Regions from separate parts of the Zea mays genome. Here region 2 is linked to region 1. The links are chromatin contacts, called in public Hi-C maps. All regions are on one chromosome and are shown on one strand. Each heading gives the region's core, a stretch centred on a gene start, on an enhancer-like site or on the middle of the called end of the contact. The rest is flanking DNA. Distances are from core to core; before and after follow the strand shown.

Region 1 (3,065 bases), core at 341-2,840:
GTGTGACAAGTACTTGTCCGCCGCCTCCTTGCGCCGTTCGGAGAGTTTATGCAGCAGTTCCGCCTCTTCCTTGTCGCGTTGTTTGTTCCATTGCCGCATCACCTCCTTCTCATCGCGCATTACGAGGTCTTCAAAGGGCCTTTGGTCATCAGCCAGGAGCGCCTCCATGGCCGGCTTGATGATGTTGGTGGTGGATATCTTGGTGTGATCCTTAGAACCGGTCATCTATGGGCCGATTTTTAGCAGGTCTAGACACCTAATCCCCAGCGGAGTCACCAAAAAGTATGTTGACACCTTTTTGGAGGCGCCAATCACTCAAAAGAACCAGCGGCGGTGCTCTCTAGTCAGGCGCGGACGGTCCGCGACATAGAGCCGGACGGTCCGCGACCTGGCGCGAGGCGGCGGTGCTCCCTGGTCAGACGCGGACGGTCCGCGGCACAGGGCCAGACGGTCCGCGACCTGGTGCAGGAGCTAGGATCTCCTGCCTGACGGCCGGACAGTCCGTGCCCTAGGGTCGGACGGTCCGCGCGTGCGCAGGGGCGGCGGAAGATCGTCGGCGGCGCCTGGATCTCGCTCCCGGGAGGGACCCCGTCGGGAGGAGAGATCCTAGGAGTCGTCTAGGCTCGGGCAGACCGACCTAGACTCCTCTAGTCGACGTAGAGTCGAGGAGAGGCAGAGAATTTGAGGATTGGAATACTAAACTAGGGCTAAACTAGAACTAGACTAGAACTACTCCTAATTGTGCTGAAAATAAATGCGAGATAGAAGTGGTATTGGTTCGATTGTTGGGGGTTCAATCGGTCGTAGCCCTTCATCTATATAAAGGGGGAGGTATGGATCCGCTTCAAACTGATTTCCGAGTTAATCCCGCGGTTTTAGGTAACAAATCCCGCGAGAAACTAGGAACCCTAACTGACTCTGCGCACGCGCGGACCATCCGCGCCACCACCGCGGACTGTCCGGACCGCGGACCGTCCGGCCTCGAGGCCAGACCGTCCGCACTGCTCTTTTTAGAGCTCAACAGGACCAGATTAACATACCCACACATGTTAAGGACCGAAATTGCACTTTACTCTTACGGGGCGTTTTGATCCCTTCATTTTAGAGGAATTGGAATTCACTCAATAAAGTAACTTATTTAGTTTGAAATTTGACATTCCACCACTTTCCAAAATTCAGATATAAGCCTATCTCAAATTCATGGCGTGAAGGACGGGAAATAATTTTATACATTAGTAGAATTTATTTCTACTCTATAACTTATATGGCACTCTCTGTCTCACTTTTCTATAGTAAAAATGTATCACATAAATATCTCCGACATCTTGCAAATAATAATATACAAATATAGTTGACATAAAACATAATTAGCTTAATTGATATATGCCTAAATTACTATTATTAGAATGAAATTCAATTCCAATGATCCAAACAGGACGTTAAAAACTATGAAACCAAACATGTATTTTAGTACCATGGTTTTATCTTGTCGGTTAAAACCATGGTAATATCAAAAACAATTTTAAATCACGGTGGTTTTGAAAAACTTTATTGCCAAATATGTTCTAGGAATTTCACTCTAAACAATCCAATCTATCTCAAATTGGCACAATCATATAAACCCTAGAACGAGATTTTGATCGGACACCCGGCTGCGGGGCCGGCCCTCCGCCTAAACCCCCGCCGCCGTCCTTCCGACCGCCATGCTTCTCCCCCTATGCTCCATCCCACCACCCACCTCCGCCGCCTCACCAGTAAATCCTCCCGCTCCACGACAACGACCACCGGCCGCCACTCCCTCTCGTATCCCTCCGTCTCCTCGTCAACATCCGACGACGAATCCCCGCTCGCCGCGGAGCTCTTCCCCACCGCCGGCGCACCCACACTCCTCTCCGTCGCACGCTCCCTCGCCGTCGCCTCCCCGGCCCCTTCCGCCGCAGCTGTCCTCAACTTCCTCCGGCGCCTGCCCCACGACGCCTCCCCACACGTCTTCCCCCACCTCATCGCCGCCCTCGCTCGCTCGCCCCTCCCAATCCTCGCGCTCCGCCTCTTCCTGTCCCCACCCACCTCAGCCGCCACCACCCACCACTGCTTCAACTCCTCGCTCCTTCGGTTTTCCCTCCCGCAGCATCTCCTACCAGCCTTCTTTGCCCACTCCCTGCGCCGCTTCTCCGGCCTCACCCCCACTCTGCTCTCCTTCAACCTCCTCCTTAAGTGCATCTGTTCCTCTGGTTCCAAGGAGCAGAGGCCTGTATCTTCCAATTGCGTTGCAAATCCTCCACGATGTCATTCCGGCTTGGAATCTTACGCCAGATAAGTTCACCTACTCCACTATCGTGTCGGCCCTGGCTGATGCAGGGCGTGTGGACGACGCGTTGGCGCTGGTTCATGAAATGGTGGTTGATGGCATTTTGGCGGCAGAGGCATTTAACCCGGTGCTCAAGGCGATGCTGCGTACAGGTGATGTGAATGGGGCGGCCAAGCTGTTTCGGTTTATGCAGCTGAAGGGTTGCACACTGACGGAATCAACATACAATGTGCTGCTGCATGGTTTATTATTGTGTGGGCGGGCGAGGGACGCAGCGGGCATGATGAGAAGAATGGAGAGTGAGGGGATGCCGCCAGGGTTGATGACTTACGGGGCAGTAGTGGATGGACTGCTGAAGTGTGGGAGAATGGAGGATGCATGGAAGGTGTCTGAGGAAATGGGAAGGAAGGGGCTTACACCTAGTGATTTTGTGTTTTCCTCTGTGATCACCGGTTTTTGCAAGTCAGGTGAGGTTGACAGGGCATTGAAGGTGTGGGAGACAATGGTGGCTGCCAAGGTAAACCCAAACACTGTTTTGTATTCAGCAATGATTGATGGCCTGGCCCGTTGTGGGAGGATGACTGAAGCTAAAATGTTATTTGGAGATATGGTTGATGCAAAATGTTTACCAAATGTCATGACATATAGCTCAATTATTTATGGATATTTTTTCATTGGTGACTCATCGTGTGCTCTCTCTACATGGGAGGAGATGGAAAAGGTTGGTTGTGTGCCAAATGCCATTAGTTACAGCATA
Region 2 (2,940 bases), core at 71-2,570, 200 kb after region 1:
GACATGTTACTTTTGGATGCATTTAGGGAATACATATGTCATTTCATGTTATTGTATTGCTTTCTTAAAGTTTTTTATTCATATTTCAGATGATACTAACAATTATCTTTTATAAATCTTTAGTACGCACTTTCGATGCTCCTATCTTACTTTAACAGACCTATTAAAAGGCATATCAGTATATTAAAGTGCAGTATTACCATAAAAATGTAGATTTCTCCCTAAGCTTTCTTATTTTTTGGCCCCTCTGCAGGACATGTTAATTTTGGGCATTCATGGAATGTCTATCTAATCTAAGCAGCTTATAATCCCAAACAAACATGCCATATAATCTAATTCATCAAGTCCGTCATAGCTTCATATTGAAGAGACCTATCCTTGCCATCAACCAAATTGAACATTCCGGTGTATCCATCAACTCCAACAAAGCTTATCTGAAACAAAACAAAGAATTTCGCGCTCTACAACACTGTCCAGACTATCAGCATCCATTTCTCCACATGTAAGTTAAATTCAACGTGTTTAGTAATTCAATTTTTTTTCGAGATATTTAGATTTCATTATGCTTACACGTTGACTTACATGCCAGCAACATGACAGCTTTGAAATAGACGATAGTCTTCAAACTGTAGACCAAAACCTACAGTCTTTTCAATCACCACCGAAAAGGTACTAAACTGAAAGAATCTTCTCACTTCTCAAATTCATTGGTTTACCTTTCTTTTTGGATTAGGGCTAGGCGCAAATGTTTAAAGTCTGATTGCAGCGAGGATATCTTATTCATTCGATTTGTTGATGCATATACTCTATCACCATCCTTTACTTCAATTGCAAAAAAAATCTATTCAACTTCAAAATAACCTGCTCATCGTACACCGCAGGAAGGATGTTTGAACTTCAGAGATAAGCCTTCGACGCACCACCAGATGTATGTAAATTATGTCTTATTTGGAAAATAGTATCCAAGTATCTTTTGTCTATACATCCTAATATATATATACGTAGACTCAAAGATGCTAAATATGTACTGTTTGTAGCCCGCCACTTTCTATGATGACCGTATATTATGCAATGATCATAATTATCTGGCAGACTGCAACGCTCTGTATACATATATGTATAATATAATGTCCTATCTCTGTGTTTATGGGACAAATAAGTATATAAATTCACGCGCGCTGGCGCGCCATTGGCTAGTTTAAAATATTGGATAGCGGCTGGGGATGTAGCTAGCTAGTTGCAGCGATAAGTCGATAAGACCACGACTGGGCCCGGCCATTCTCGGTAGTTTGCTGCCCCAGTGTCCATTGGGCCAAGTTTCTGGCAGCTTGATCACAGATGAACCAGAAGCCCACATATAGGAACTACACGTAAGGATTAGGCCCGTAAAGCGCACTGCGCCGAGAATTTTCTTTCCGCGCGTGTCATGCTCCAATCATTAACCAGAGAATGAAAGCGCTTTCGATCGGGGCGATTGAAAGCGACAAAGAGAAAGAGAAAAGCATCGGAGCATCGATGCGTCGGTGTATTAGAATTAAAGGTTGGCTCGTAAAAGACTGCAGGCCGGCCGGCCGGCCACTTGGCGTGGCTTCTGCGAAACCTAAGGACTTGTTTGGGACAAAGGGTAATAGAGGGGATTGAGGGGGCTATAATCACTCACTATTTAAAATTAAGTAGTACAAGATTATAGCCCCCTCAATCCACTCCATTAGCTTTAATTCATCTGTATTTGTACCGTGCTGCGCTTCTTCTTCGCCTCCTCCTGGAGGGTGTCGAGAACCCGGACCATCCGCCAACAGCTCCTCTTTTTTTTTTCTGTCAAAGCTAGCTGCTCATTCTGCACTGCAGCCGTCGCGAACGAATCTGCTACGCTACGGGACTAGCTTGCGAAGCTAGGCTATGGTCGGTCAGTGCAAAGAGGTTCGGCGTGAAGTTTTTATTCGATTATGACCTCTGATGGATGGATCTCGATCCCTAGCTCTTTTCCAAGCTCCGTTCCATAATATCATGTGCTCTCCAGAAACAGCTAAACAAAAAACTGTGCTCCGTCGGTGCGGTGTCACTCACTTGCATCTCATGCATGTACCTGTACGTGGTGCTTCTCTCCTATGCCCAGCATCTACTACATGCATGCTACCTATACGTCACTGCATCTCATGCATGTACCTGTACGTCCCAATTTGTTGAAACTAGAAAGTGATTTTTAGCTCTTGCTTCCTACTTGAGCTAGAGTTAGCTGCACTGCACAGCACCTACACGTGGATAGGCTTACTGCTGGCCGATGCCAAATCTAGCAGCCTTTTGATCAGGTACGTACGACTCGCTGCATCTGCATGCATGCATGGCAGAGTGGTTCCACAAAGATCAGGACCTGCATCGCTGCATCTAATGTCAGTATGCCATATGTTCAGTGTCACTGCGTCAAACTGTCAGTTAATTATTATAAAAAATATAATATACCTATACTAGCCAGTAGTACTCCGTATTGTTTTTCAGTATCAGGGCCACTCATGATTTTAGTTTCGCATTTCTATTCTGAAATCATAATATCTATATAGACATATAGTAAGAGTGTGTTTGGGAGCGAGAATACCAGATGACACTAGAGAAGCTAAAATACTCTTGATATTTAATTTTAAATAGAAAGAGGATTTTAGTTTCACTACCGGAATCGCCGGCTTTGCCGAGTGACTGAAGCACTCGGCAAAGCCTTAAAAACACTCGACAAAGGCTTTGCTGAGTGTCGCACTCGGCAAAGAGGGCTCGGCATACAGTGCATCGGCAAAGCCTTCTTTGCCGAGTACTTTTTCTCGGGCACTCGGCAAAGAGGTTTACCGAGTGCCAGTGGGCACTCAGCAAATAAAAGCAACCGTTACGGCGTCGGGTTGACGGAGACGGTGTCTTTGCCGAGTGTCTCGGGTGATACTCGGCAAAGAAGTT

The links. Hi-C and Micro-C count contacts between places; a contact is called where the count stands out from the background.
Region 2: a contact with region 1 is called in a Hi-C map of tassel, with 3 times the contacts expected there. The contact joins the enhancer-like site here to the promoter of LOC118476028 in region 1. A contact is called at or near these places in 2 of 25 Hi-C or Micro-C datasets (ear and tassel).

The regions. Positions count from the first base shown.
Region 1 is chr1:97,006,870-97,009,934 of Zm-B73-REFERENCE-NAM-5.0, forward strand. It overlaps LOC118476028, which reads left to right and starts at 1,591. Exons shown (of 2, transcript XM_035964056.1): 1 at 1,591-3,065. The coding sequence starts at 1,718. The coding sequence ends at 2,317.
Region 2 is chr1:97,206,876-97,209,815 of Zm-B73-REFERENCE-NAM-5.0, forward strand. No RefSeq gene overlaps it. Among protein-coding and RNA genes, the nearest start is that of LOC118476028, 200 kb to the left of the region's middle. Within about 2 kb of position 1,321, at least 19 of the 20 cell types and tissues checked have an H3K27ac peak or open chromatin away from gene starts, as enhancers often do. A contact at or near this core is called in ear and tassel, where this site is marked.